Regions from separate parts of the Cricetulus griseus genome. Here region 2 is linked to region 1. A link is a contact called in public Hi-C data. All regions are on one chromosome and are shown on one strand. Each heading gives the region's core, a stretch centred on a gene start, on an enhancer-like site or on the middle of the called end of the contact. The rest is flanking DNA. Distances are from core to core; before and after follow the strand shown. Region 1 holds the start of Epb41l4a (band 4.1-like protein 4A). Region 2 overlaps Epb41l4a (band 4.1-like protein 4A).

Region 1 (5,456 bases), core at 282-2,781:
ACACGTGTGTGTGTGTGTGTGTGTGTGTGTGTGTGTGTGTGTGTGTGTGTATGCATAATGGAATGCAACCGAGCAATAAAATTTAGTGAACTATATTTATACAACATGCATAAATCTCAGAATAATTGTATTGAGTGAAGCAGACCAGACCAAAAAAGGAGTTGACACTGTGTGAATCCACTATATAAGCTTGAGAAAGTGTAGATAATCTATAGTGACAGAAAGCAGATCTGTGGGTGCCTGGTAGGGGAGGTGTGGGAGGGAATACAAGCATGCTGGAGTAAATCAGAGATGATTTCATTTATCAGCTTGATTATGGTGATGGTTGCATGGGTGCATATATGTCAAAATGTAAGTTGTATACTTTAAATATATGTGGCTGTGGTGTATCAGTTATACTCAGTAATGTGACTAAAAATTTGCAGAATTTTCTTATCCTAATGAGGATAAGAAAATATACATAAGATAAAAATAAATAATTAAAAACTCAGATTTTAAATTTTCTTATCTCCAATCTCCGATAAAGAGATGGAAAAGACAATGTTTCAATAAGGACTGTTGTATGTATGGAATGTCATGATTTTGCTACGGAATTACTGCCCCACCACCAACTCGGCCTTTCCATCAGTGCCAACGGACAAAAACCCCAAATCAAAGGACCATAGAACAGGTAACTCATGACTTTTATTACTACTATTTTTTAAGTTTTACAGGCTTAGATGATTTTGCTGCATATTGTGGTAAAGAAAGAAAAACATTGAGATCTCTTACATTTGGCGTTTAATGGCAGGAAAGCTGTATTGCAGAAAACCCTCCATAGTGAGATGCTTAAAACGAAGAGGTTTAAGTTGGATAAACCTTTTGCAGTAGAACCCAAAGTTGTATACAGGATTTGACTAGAATCTCAAAGCCTGTTTCAGTTTCCAGAAACGTTGGAAGATAACGTATATCTCAAAGTTGGGCAGAGAAAAGTGAGGTTTTATACAGAAGTCCTTCATGGAAATCACTGTTGTCAACTGTGCCCAACTGTTGCAAAACTGTTTTTACTGCGTTGCTGCAGACACAAAGTTTTTTACTTAAGTAGGTTTTTGTTGTTGTTGTTTTGTTTTTTTTGTTTCGACTATTCAGGCTAACAAGTGGTAGAAGAGGGAATTTCTACCCGATGCCAAGTTCTTTCTCTTTCTAGTTGTCAATACCAGAGTTCTGCTTCTGCAAGGCACCTCCCGCAGTGCATGCTTCCCTTAGCCTCCTGTGACTGCTATTGGCATTAATTCGCTGCTGCTTCCCAGCTAGACAGCTCAGATTGCACCTGCTCCCAGGGCCAGCGGGGGTCCCGTGTCTTCCACAGTCAGCCGGTGTTGCCTGTGCACGGACACCGGGACCCACCAGGGGTCACTGCAGCCTCAGAGCTATTGTGCCCACCAGTGCCTGGCCGCGGCCCGCCGCGCGGAGGGCGTGGGACTGGGACGGCAGAAGGCAGGGGTCGGAGCAGAACTGCGCCCTGGCGGCCTAGAGCCAACCTCCAGGTCTCCCAGGGAAACGAACGCAGTGACCTGGCGACGGCCGCGCGGCTCCGGCGCAGCGCACGCGTTCTCGCTGGGACCTGGCGGCACCGCGCCAGACTGACCACCTCCGCCCCGCCCTCCGCACCCAGCGCAGACCCCGCCCAGAAGGGGCGCTCGGGTCGTCGTCCGGCGGATCCTGCTTCAGCTTGGTGGCTTTTTTGCGGTCGCCCTGAGTCCGGGGCCCTCTGCACCTGGGTCGCTCCCGCCCAGGGCCCCGCCCCGCGCGCCGCCAAGAACTTTCCCTGGAGCCTCGGCGGCCTGGGTGCCGGGGTACTGTCGCGCCGGCCGCTCGCTCGCCCGCCCGCAGGTCCTCCGACGCCCGGCTTTTCAAGACGTTCGTCAGGAGCGGCGTTCGGTCCCCGAGGCAGGGCGTTCGGGAGAGGAGAGCTTGAACTTGGCCATCTCCGCGGGATGAGTTCGGGGACCCTCAAACGGAAGCCGCGGCCCGCGACAAGCTGACCTCCCCTCGGCTGGTTTCGGTGAGGAGCCCTGACCGGTCCTCCGCGCTCCGGGGCTGGCTGTGAGAGTGGCGGGGGGAGTGGCGACCTTCGCCTCTGGCGCTGCGTCCCGGGCTGGGGGGTCGTGGCCACCCCCGACACAAAAGAGAAGCTGAGCGCTTTCTGCTCTTGTCTACCTTGTCGGGGCTGGGTGGGTGTGGGGCGGCGTCGGCGCTGGCAGTGTGCGCCCGGTGGGGACTCTGGAGCTGCGGCAGGGGAATCGCTGCGCAGTACTGAGGGGCGTCCAAGCCCAGGGAGGGTCTGGAGCGCCCGGCTCGCCCTTTTCGTGTCTCTGACCGGCCGCCCCTAACTAGGCGACTCCTGTCTCCAGGTCGCCGCCCCAGTCTTCAGAAGAGGAGCCACAGCCGCAGGATGCGCGGGGACACGCCGCTCCCGACGCCCAGTTCGGTGGGTGCTTCCCGGGAGGCTCCGGGTTCCTGACGCTCCTGGGGCGCGCTCGCCCTCCCGCCTCCGCTCTCCGAGCTTTTCGGGGTGACCTCGGCTCGACCGCAGGACCCTAACGCTCCCCCCCCCAGGGCCCCACCCAGACCCGCGTCTCTCGTCCTCTCCACGGCGCGCACAATAAATTAATGCTTCGCGCTTGAGGGAGGAGGCGGCGGGCACCGCGGTCGCTGCTCTCGCCTGGCTGGAGACGCTTTCAGCCGACATGGGCTGTTTCTGCGCGGTTCAGGAAGAATTTTACTGCGAAGTTTTGCTCCTGGACGAGTCCAAGCTCACCCTCACCACCCAGCAGCAGGGCATCAAGGTAGGCACGGCCGGGGCACAGTGCGGGGGCTGCGACGTGGGGGTCCGCGGCTTTGTCTCAAGACTGTCACTGGTCTATCCCGGCCGCCGGTGGAAAGGCGGGGCAGCAGCCCGCGGCCTCAGACAGAGAAGGGGGTCTGTGGGGATGCGCTAACTTGGAGTTGCCTAGAAAAGTAACTGCTGTCTTGAAGGGTCTTCGACGCCCCAACTTCCAGCAGCAATTCGAGGTCCGGCGAGGGAGACAGAGTCTGCCCACTCCCTGGCTCCCCCAGAAGCTCTTAGGCCCCTTTCAGCTCCCAGACAGGCGCAGAATTGAACGGACAGGCTGCACCCCACTCGGGTGCTGGAGGCGTGCTTCTCTGCTTTATGGAAGCCCCCCTACCCCCCACCCCGGTAGTATTCTTGGGGGAAGTAAACTAATGCATTCACTCGCTGAAACATTTGTCAGGTGGTTGTGATTGTGTTCCCCGGATTTGTAGCTGGGGAATGCTACATTTGCCCCCGAAAACAATTTTCTTTCATCTTAGTGAGCTGGTTTTATTTCCACATTTAAGTAAACGTCTCACAAAGCAAATCCATGATCGGTTTGCTCCTGTTTGTAGTCATCAAAAATGTATTGCTGCTTCTCACCTAGAAAGCCTACGAGCTTGCACCCAACCCACTTCCTTAATTTTAATGAGTGCATTTTTTTTTTTTTAATACTTGACAACCTGAGGATGCGCCTGCGCGTTTGTTTCGCTTTTCCAACAGTTTAACTACCAAGGAGCCAGGAATACCGTGTGTTTTGTTTGCCTTTCTCCTTCTCCATCAGTATTAAACCACCGAGTCATTTTAGTTAAGGCAGCTGTGGAGTCTGCAGGTCGTGTGTGTCTGCCCCCCCGCCCCCCCCCCGCCATCCCCTGCGCGTCCGGGAGCTGGGTGTCTGGTGATAGAGTTCATGATGCCTCCTCTTTCCCTTTCCTAGTCCTGTCGTTTCACAAGTTACCCGCCTGAGGTAGGTTCTGGGCATTTCCTTGGGCGAGTCTGTTTTGATTACCTTCATGCCCACCAGAAAAACTGTTCCTGGCTAGAAGCCTCTTCGTGGATGCCGCCAGTTTGGTCATACAGAATTAGAATTTCATGGGTGTAACCCTCTTGCAGAACAAAGGCCAAAGTGACCAATTAAAGCTAAAACACTTTAGGTCTTGCTTTGGAAAATCGTTTTAAGTAGTGTTCCTCAGCAATTATAATAAGCAAAATTGAATCAAATTCTCATCTTTTGGTCTTTCCCAAGAGCAATAAAACAGTATTTGGAAGGACAGTGTTGGCTTTATATTTTTAACTTTTCTCTATGGACATAGACACAACACCCTCAGAGCCTATGGAAGCAGGGGGAAACAAAACCTTATTGCACAATATGATAGAACATTTTGTTGTGAACAAAATAGGCCAAAATAAAAACAACAAAAACAAGAAAAAAGGGACAGTTCTGGGTAATGCAGACAGATTCCCTGGTGTGGGAACAATCAGAGAACAATAAGTTATCATCTGATCCTAAGCCAGCAAAGAGCTTTTTCTGAAGTGCAAAGGATACACGCATCTGGGAACTAGAGTCATCTGCAGCAAGAGCTCCCCGTTTAATCATGAAAGCCATGCCCCCATCAGCTGTGGCTTGTGTAGATTATTCTGTCAGGAGAGCAGCCAAGACTTGGGATCAAATAGAGTAGTAAGTTTGTTAAAGAAATGTGAGTCCAAAGTCCTGATCCATACTTACTTTTAGCAAATCCATAGTATTTACCTTGTTTTTCAAATGGGTTAAAAGTTGGTGAGTGAGTCGTAGGCAACAACAACTCGAGGGTAGTGTTATTTTGGCTGAATGCCTTGTAACTAACTAAACAGTATTTAAAGCAGGCTTTGGTTGGAAGTAATCGTTCTTACCACAAGCGTGGCCTCTTTTGGTGTCACAAAAGCATGCCATGCTGATTTTGATGTCCGTGTGTGTAACACAGATGTTGTCTGTGGGGTTAACCACATTATCTACAACTTCTATATCTCCTTAAACATGTGTGCATTAGGGCCTATCTACCTGTGGCATGTGCTAAATTAAGCGTTTGTATGTTTACCAGTGGTATGAGGTTTGCAAAAGCATCTTCTGTGTAAATGGTACTCAGACATTGATTAAACACATGTGCTATGCTATACATAATTGATTTTTTTTTTTTTTTTTTTTTTTTTTTTTTTTTTGGTTTTTCGAGACAGGGTTTCTCTGTGTAGCTTTGGAGCCTATCCTGGCATTTGATCTGGAGACCAAGCTGGCCTCGAACTCACAGAGATCCGCCTGCCTCTGCCTCCTGAGTGCTGGGATTAAAGGCGTGCGCCACTAACGCCCGGCCCCATAATTGACTTTTTAAAACATCCTATTACCCTTCCCATGTTATGATATACATGTGTCAATTACTCCATATGCATATTTGAATGTTGTTTATTTTATGTGTTGATGTTTTCCCTGCATACATGTCTTAAGAGGCTGTCTGATCCTTTGGAATAGGAATTATAGATGGTTGTAAGCTTCCATGTGGGTGCTGGGAATTGAACCTGGTCCTCTGGAAGAGCAGCCAGTGCTCTTAACTGCTGAGCCATCTCTCCAGCC
Region 2 (6,292 bases), core at 1,663-4,162, 150 kb after region 1:
CCTCGAATGCTGGGATTAAAAGGTGTTTTTCACCAAGCCCAACTTGATGTATCATTTTGACATTCACCTCTCATCCTAGCCTCACATTAAACCCATGAAGGAAGTGGATGAGTTTGTTGTGTGATTCCTGGATGTAGGAATGAGACCTGATTTACCATTTCTAAAGTCATTTTCATCTGTCCGACTTTAGGTTTCCTCTTCCAATTGGTCTTGGAGACACAGTGCTTTTTGATGATTCTGTAGTGACAAAAATAAGTTTGCAGTAGATTTAAATTTGCAGTAGAGTGCCTTACTATAACTCCCATTTCACTGAGAAGGGCCTAACATTCCAGAAACAGTTGGGTCAAGATTACTGTGGAGCAGATCTGCTGTGCACAGATTTTACTGCTTCTTGTGAGCCCAGTGAGATGGAACACACTCAGGCAGTCACACAAAATGCATGCATCACTTACTACTTACGAAGCGAGAGGCATAAGAAGCCTAGAAACCCCTGTGAGCTGGGGTCTCCAGACTTAGCAATGCTTCATGGGGCAGGTAGTATCTTAACTTGAGTTTGCCTCACTTCTGCCACACCTGGGGGACTCCAAAGACAGCACAACTCTGTATTCTGTGATCAGATGGTCACACGGGGCACTGGGCTAAAGCTTTGATAGGCATGTATCATGAGAGAAGAGGAGGAAAGCCCCCAGGCTGCCCTGGGAAGGACCTCTAACTCGGGATGTCACCTTCCCTGGGAGGCACAGGAACAGGGGCTGGGTGTGTCAGGCACTCCCAGCACATGGCATTTCCCAAACGTTCTACAGTTAGCTTTGAATGGGGTTGGTCATTGGTCACCCAGAGAGCTTCTGCAAGCACATAGTAATTCAGTTAAGTCGGTGTCTTAGGCATACACTTCTAGTCTTCTAACGGCTAGTCTCGGGTTTTGTTTTAACATTGTACTATCTTTTTATGTGAGTAATGTAAAATCCCACTGGGCTAACCATCCCGTGCTTAAGCTCAGTAAGCAAGCTTTCCACTCTGTTGTACTTCTGAAACACCATAAACACCATCTCCTTCCCATCTTCACCCCTTTGATGTTTCTTTTTGTCACTATTTTTAACTCACAGAGTCTAATTAATGCTACACATATGCATATAGGTGTGGGATAACACACACACACACACACACACACACACACACACACACACACACACACACACACACACACCGGTCCCAACGCATGCATGCAAGGGTGGCTTTCCAATGCCCGCACTCCTGTGGAAGGAGCGTGTTGGTTGGGTCCTAAGTTGAAGCAGATATTTGAAGAGAACCCTCTAGTCTTACCCTCAATGATCACTGTGAGCTTTCCTCTCCAGCCTCCACAGCTCCCAGGCGCTGTGGAGGAGGGCCATCCCTGTGAAGCTGCTCTGAAAGAGACTGAGAAGGTGGGATCTACAATAAGGCTTCCTAAAATTCCAGCTGCCCAGAGCGTCCACCTGGCCAGCCTGTGCCCTCCTCCCTCCCACACGGTTTCCCCAGTACAGCCTTTCACTCAGGTCACTGTTGCTAGGACACAGTCATCAACAGCCGACTAGGAAAGAAGCAGTAGTTCTCATTTGTTAACTTTTTTTTTTTTAACTAGGCTATGGATGTAGTGTAGTTTAAAGTATATCAAGCCCTTGATTTTATTCCTAGAGCTGGAAGAAGAAGAAGAGAAAAAAAGCTTAAATTTTACTGGCTAAAAGGAAACAAGGTATTACCTTGCTAAAGTTATTTAAAATACTTGAAAAAATTTGATCATTAAAATGGCGGAGGATGATTCTTACTTTTGTAGTGTTGGGCATTGAACCTAGGACCGCGTGCTTTACCACTGAACTATATCCCCAGATTTGTTTCTTTTCAGTTTTTATTTTGGGAGACTGAAGAGATAGATGGCTTAGCAGTTAAGAGTAATTTGTTGCTCTTCCAGAGGATCTGAGTTTGGTTTCCAGCACCCATGTAAGGTGGCTCACAACCAGCTCCAGGGCCGCATGCAAACATACACACTTATATATAATTAAAACTTAATAATAATAATAAATCTTTTTAAATTAAAATTTTGTTTTTGTTTTGAGTCAGGGTCTTGGTAAATTGTTTATGGTAATTTTGGACTGTCCTACTAGACCAAGCTTAACAATTTTTAAAATAGGGACTATGGTGGGTTTGTCGTTGTTGTTGTTTTGTTTTGTTTTTTGAGACAGGGTTTCTCTGTATTGTTTCGGAGCCTGTCCTGGAATTCATTCCTGTAGACCAGGCTGGCCTCAAATTCACAAAGATCCTCCTGCCTCTGCCTCCCGAGTCCTGGGACTAAAGGGGTACACAACCAATGCCTGGCCTTTTGTTGTTGTTGTTGTTCTTTTGGGGTGCCTGGCCTTTTGTTGTTGTTGTTGTTCTTTTGGGGTGGTGGTTTGGGGTTTTTGGTTATTGTTTGTTTTTTAGGACTTGCCCTGTATCTGGCAGAAGTGGAGTTATAGTTTAGAGAAGACATAGGTTCTTTTTTACTTTAATAAGGCCAACTACTATTTCTTATAGATCAAATCCTCTTATATGATCACAAATAAAGTTTTAGAACTACAATTCTTGGAATCATCAGCCTGTATTCTCACTTCTCATTTCACATTTTTTTTTATTAATAACAAGTAGCAATCAACTGGAGACTGTTGTTGCTAGCTTGTGTTTTTAGCATACATGCACCACTTTTTACTTCAGAAGTTATCCCTTTATTCCTTTGGAAGAGAAAACAGATCAGTCTGAGTAGATGACTTGCCCCATTTAACCCGCTCTCCGTGAGTGTAAAGAGTCTTGGACTCACCTCTCAGTCAGGAGTAATCCATGTCTGGTAGCTTAAAGGTCATTGTGTTTGGAATCTGCCAAGCATAGGTCTTGGCCACCTCTATGAGGAAGTACATTCCAGAGTCAAGATTCTGCACCCCACAGCCTGCAGTCCCACCCAGAGGAGTTCAGTGCCAGGGCAGGCGGCCAGAGCATTCCAAAAATCAGAGCTGCTTCGGTGGCTAGAGCCCCAGTGTATGGAGAGGAAGGGAGGTGGCAGGCAGGAAATATGCATATTTGCACAGCCCTGTCTCTGATAAGGTCTTGGCAGCTCAGGCAGGTGGGCTCTTGTGAGAAGTATCTGCTGTTATGTAGGCCATAAGGACAGAATATTTAGGTAGAATCCAGAATTAGATGTAAGGGAAATAGTGGTGAAGCCAATTGCACTGTCAGCAGTGCTGTGATTCCCTGGGGAGACATTTAATTTCTTAGAAACATTCCACTGAAGGACAAAGGAGTTGCAGTATCATCTAGATCACAGAGAGCAAGACAGTGGTTAGGAGCACTTGCTGCTCTTGCAGGGGATGGGGTTTGGGTCCCTGTACCTGCACGGCAGCTTATAACCTCTGTGTAGGGGACCCGATGCTCTCTTCTGTCCTCTGTGGACACCTGGCATGATCATGGTACACACACATACATGCAGGCAAATATTCATACTCATAAAATATTTTTTTAAGGCAAGACAGTGTCATTACTCTTCAAGTTGTGTGGAAGGGACCATGGACACCATGACCAAAAGGTTGTGAGGGTTGTTGGGCTGGGCATGCAAGCAGACAGCCATGGCCATGGTCGCAGAATAAGTCCATTATGTGTTCATGATTCTTCCAGTGTTGTAGGAAGCACAAAGTGTGGATATTTATGTATACGTTTTAGAATTTAAAATATTAGTAATTGATTTCATTTAGAAAAAAACAACTATGTGCTAAATCTGAGTGACAGATTTGTTTTATAGACTGCCTTTTTGGGATCCTAGATTGGAAGAGTTAGGGTAAATGGTTGACTTACTACATGGTTATGAGATGCCTCCACCTGTCTTGGGGCTCCCAATGGGCTTCTTTGGTAACCCCTGGGAGAATCATAATCCCTGTCCTACTCCATCACTCTTGGCATGAACACTTGGTTATTAGTAGGTTGGTCAGCCAACTACAGGGAAAGATGTTGCCACAGCTCAGGACCACGGCAAATGATTTGCCTGCGGGTAGCGACTGGCATGTCTGTTGGAGACATGAGGTAGGTCCAGCCAAAACAGTCGATACAGAAAAAGCTTTGGATGAAGCAAAGAACAGTTTCACCTACTGCAGTGTAGCTCTGGACTGCTGAAGAGGCAAGTCAAGAAAGAGACATTTACTAGGTCAGCAGAAGCCAGCAGAGTGAATAACCATCAGGCAGAGAAAAAAGGAAACTGTGTGAATGGGGTATTCATCAATCCAAGGCGTATCATTAACTCAAGGAATTGTCGATCTAGTAAATACAAGAAGCCAGACCTGGTTAATCTGCATTTGGCCTCAGAGGTCCATGTTACTAAGTGTTTAGTGTTTAAAAAGCACATAACTACCTTGAGCCTCTGTTTCTTCATCTGGCAAGTGGGGATATTAACCCTGCCTCCTGGGTTATTGTCCTGGAGATGGTGTTTTAAACATGTTGAACATCTTATTGTGCTTTAGTGGGGGCTTGGTGCACTTTAGTTTTTTTCTGAAATCCACCCTTCACTCTTTGAATTATACTTATGATGCGGTCATACAAAGGATAATATGGCTGTTACGGGACTATGGGCAGTGGACAATGGGGGATGAGACAATGGGGGGCATTTAAGTACAATGTCTGGGGATGGAGAAGGAAATTGGGGACTTTCATGTCACTGAACAAGAGTCAGTATTAACAGAATATAAAGGAAGAGGGTAGTTCAGGACACAGTCTGGGTTTTTTCCCTCCCTTTGTCTTTTGAGATAGGGTTCCAGGCTGGCCATGGACTCATAATCTTCCTACCTTAGCCTCCAAAGTGCTGGTATGAACATTATTAGGCATTGTCCCCCTTATTGTCTTCCTACTTTTTAGAGTAGCCTTTAGTCCAAGTTGATTTCTTGGTGGTAAGAAAACACTGTTAAGTTTAACATCTTTACACTCTCATTCACTGTGTTGTAGACAGTTCTCTACAACAGTTTTCTCTTGTAACACTGAAACTTTGTTCTCACAAACACTCCATCCCGACAACTGCCTTTCTGCTTTCTCTCACACTCCCCTTCAAATGTTCATTGTTCTCTTCCTGTAGGGATTTTCTACGACTGAATTGGAAAATAGCTTCTTAGAAGGCATTTGTAACAAGGGCCTACTTTACAGCTTCTGTTTATAACAGGGACCTACCTGACAGTTTCCAAGTTCCCATAATTGATCATATCTGTGCTGGTGGCTTCCCTACTTGAAGGAATTAGTTGTTAGTCCTACTGGGTGCATTTTCACATCAAGCAGACAGTAGAAAGAGAACAGACAAAGATAGGATGAAGCCAAAGGCTGCAGAGAGGGGAGACCACATTGTTGAACAAACAGACAACACGGAAATACCAGGGCTTTGGATGAAGAAATTCTTAGTAAGCTCAACAACTTCACCTGTCTAATATGAGCAGGCTTTGTTGTAGGCACATCGTAACTACCTTAAATATAGTATAAATATAGTTGGCAACTGACCTAGAAATACACACTGTGTCCAGTACTATGTATCTGTCAAAAGAAATCTGAGAATAGGGTTTGAACTTGTATGTTGGTACAATTCCACAGCTCCATGATACTTGCCATGAAAGGCCAGGCTCTACAAGGTGCCCATCAAGGGAAGAGAATGTTAATAAGTAACGTTTATTGCCATTCCTGCGTGCTTGGTTCCATCCCTGAGCTCCACAGATCGTGTCCCACTCATTTCTTTTAGAGGATGCTATGACCATGAGTGTTTAGGTTAGAAAGTGGGTGCTGGGACTTGTCTGGGAACCACAGAGCAAACATGGCTATAATAAGTATATAGAATGATCTCTGAGATACAGTGTAAGCAAGAAATGAGGGAGGGAAAAAGCAGCATGGGCCCTGGTAGTGATTCGTGCTCCCGTTGTATAAAAAGACATACACGAACATGGGTGGGGTATATGGTTCAGATGCACATGCAGGCATGGGTTAGTGATAGTAGTGGCCTTTAAAGGGGAAGTGTTTCTTAGCAAATGAAGAATGCGAGATAGATTTTATTTGCTTCCCCCCACCCCCACCCCCATTTTGTAATTTTAAAAAATCTAGTAGTTAATTGTCAGGAGTGCATTATACTGGGAAAATGGTTTCAAACATACACTCATTATTTTTTCAATAGAGATAGTCCTTGAAAGGCTCAGAACTGAAGACACTGATACTATTTTAGGAAGTAACAGTGTGATTTTTTAGAGCAAGTAACAGGACATACCAGACCGAG

Evidence for each region. A called contact is a pair of places that touch in the nucleus more often than the background predicts.
Region 2: a contact with region 1 is called in a Hi-C map of the CHK-Q cell line, with 2.7 times the contacts expected there. The contact joins the enhancer-like site here to the promoter of Epb41l4a in region 1. A contact is called at or near these places in 2 of 8 Hi-C or Micro-C datasets (the CHK-Q cell line and fibroblasts).

What each region holds. Positions count from the first base shown.
Region 1 is chr2:203,449,095-203,454,550 of CriGri-PICRH-1.0, forward strand. Epb41l4a (band 4.1-like protein 4A) reads left to right here and starts at 1,532. Exons shown (of 25, transcript XM_035440209.1): 1 at 1,532-2,044; 2 at 2,394-2,470; 3 at 2,599-2,828. The coding sequence starts at 2,730.
Region 2 is chr2:203,600,304-203,606,595 of CriGri-PICRH-1.0, forward strand. All of the region lies in intron 14 of Epb41l4a (band 4.1-like protein 4A), which reads left to right. Among named protein-coding and RNA genes, the nearest start is that of Epb41l4a, 150 kb to the left of the region's middle. Within about 2 kb of position 2,913, at least 2 of the 6 cell types and tissues checked have open chromatin away from gene starts, as enhancers often do.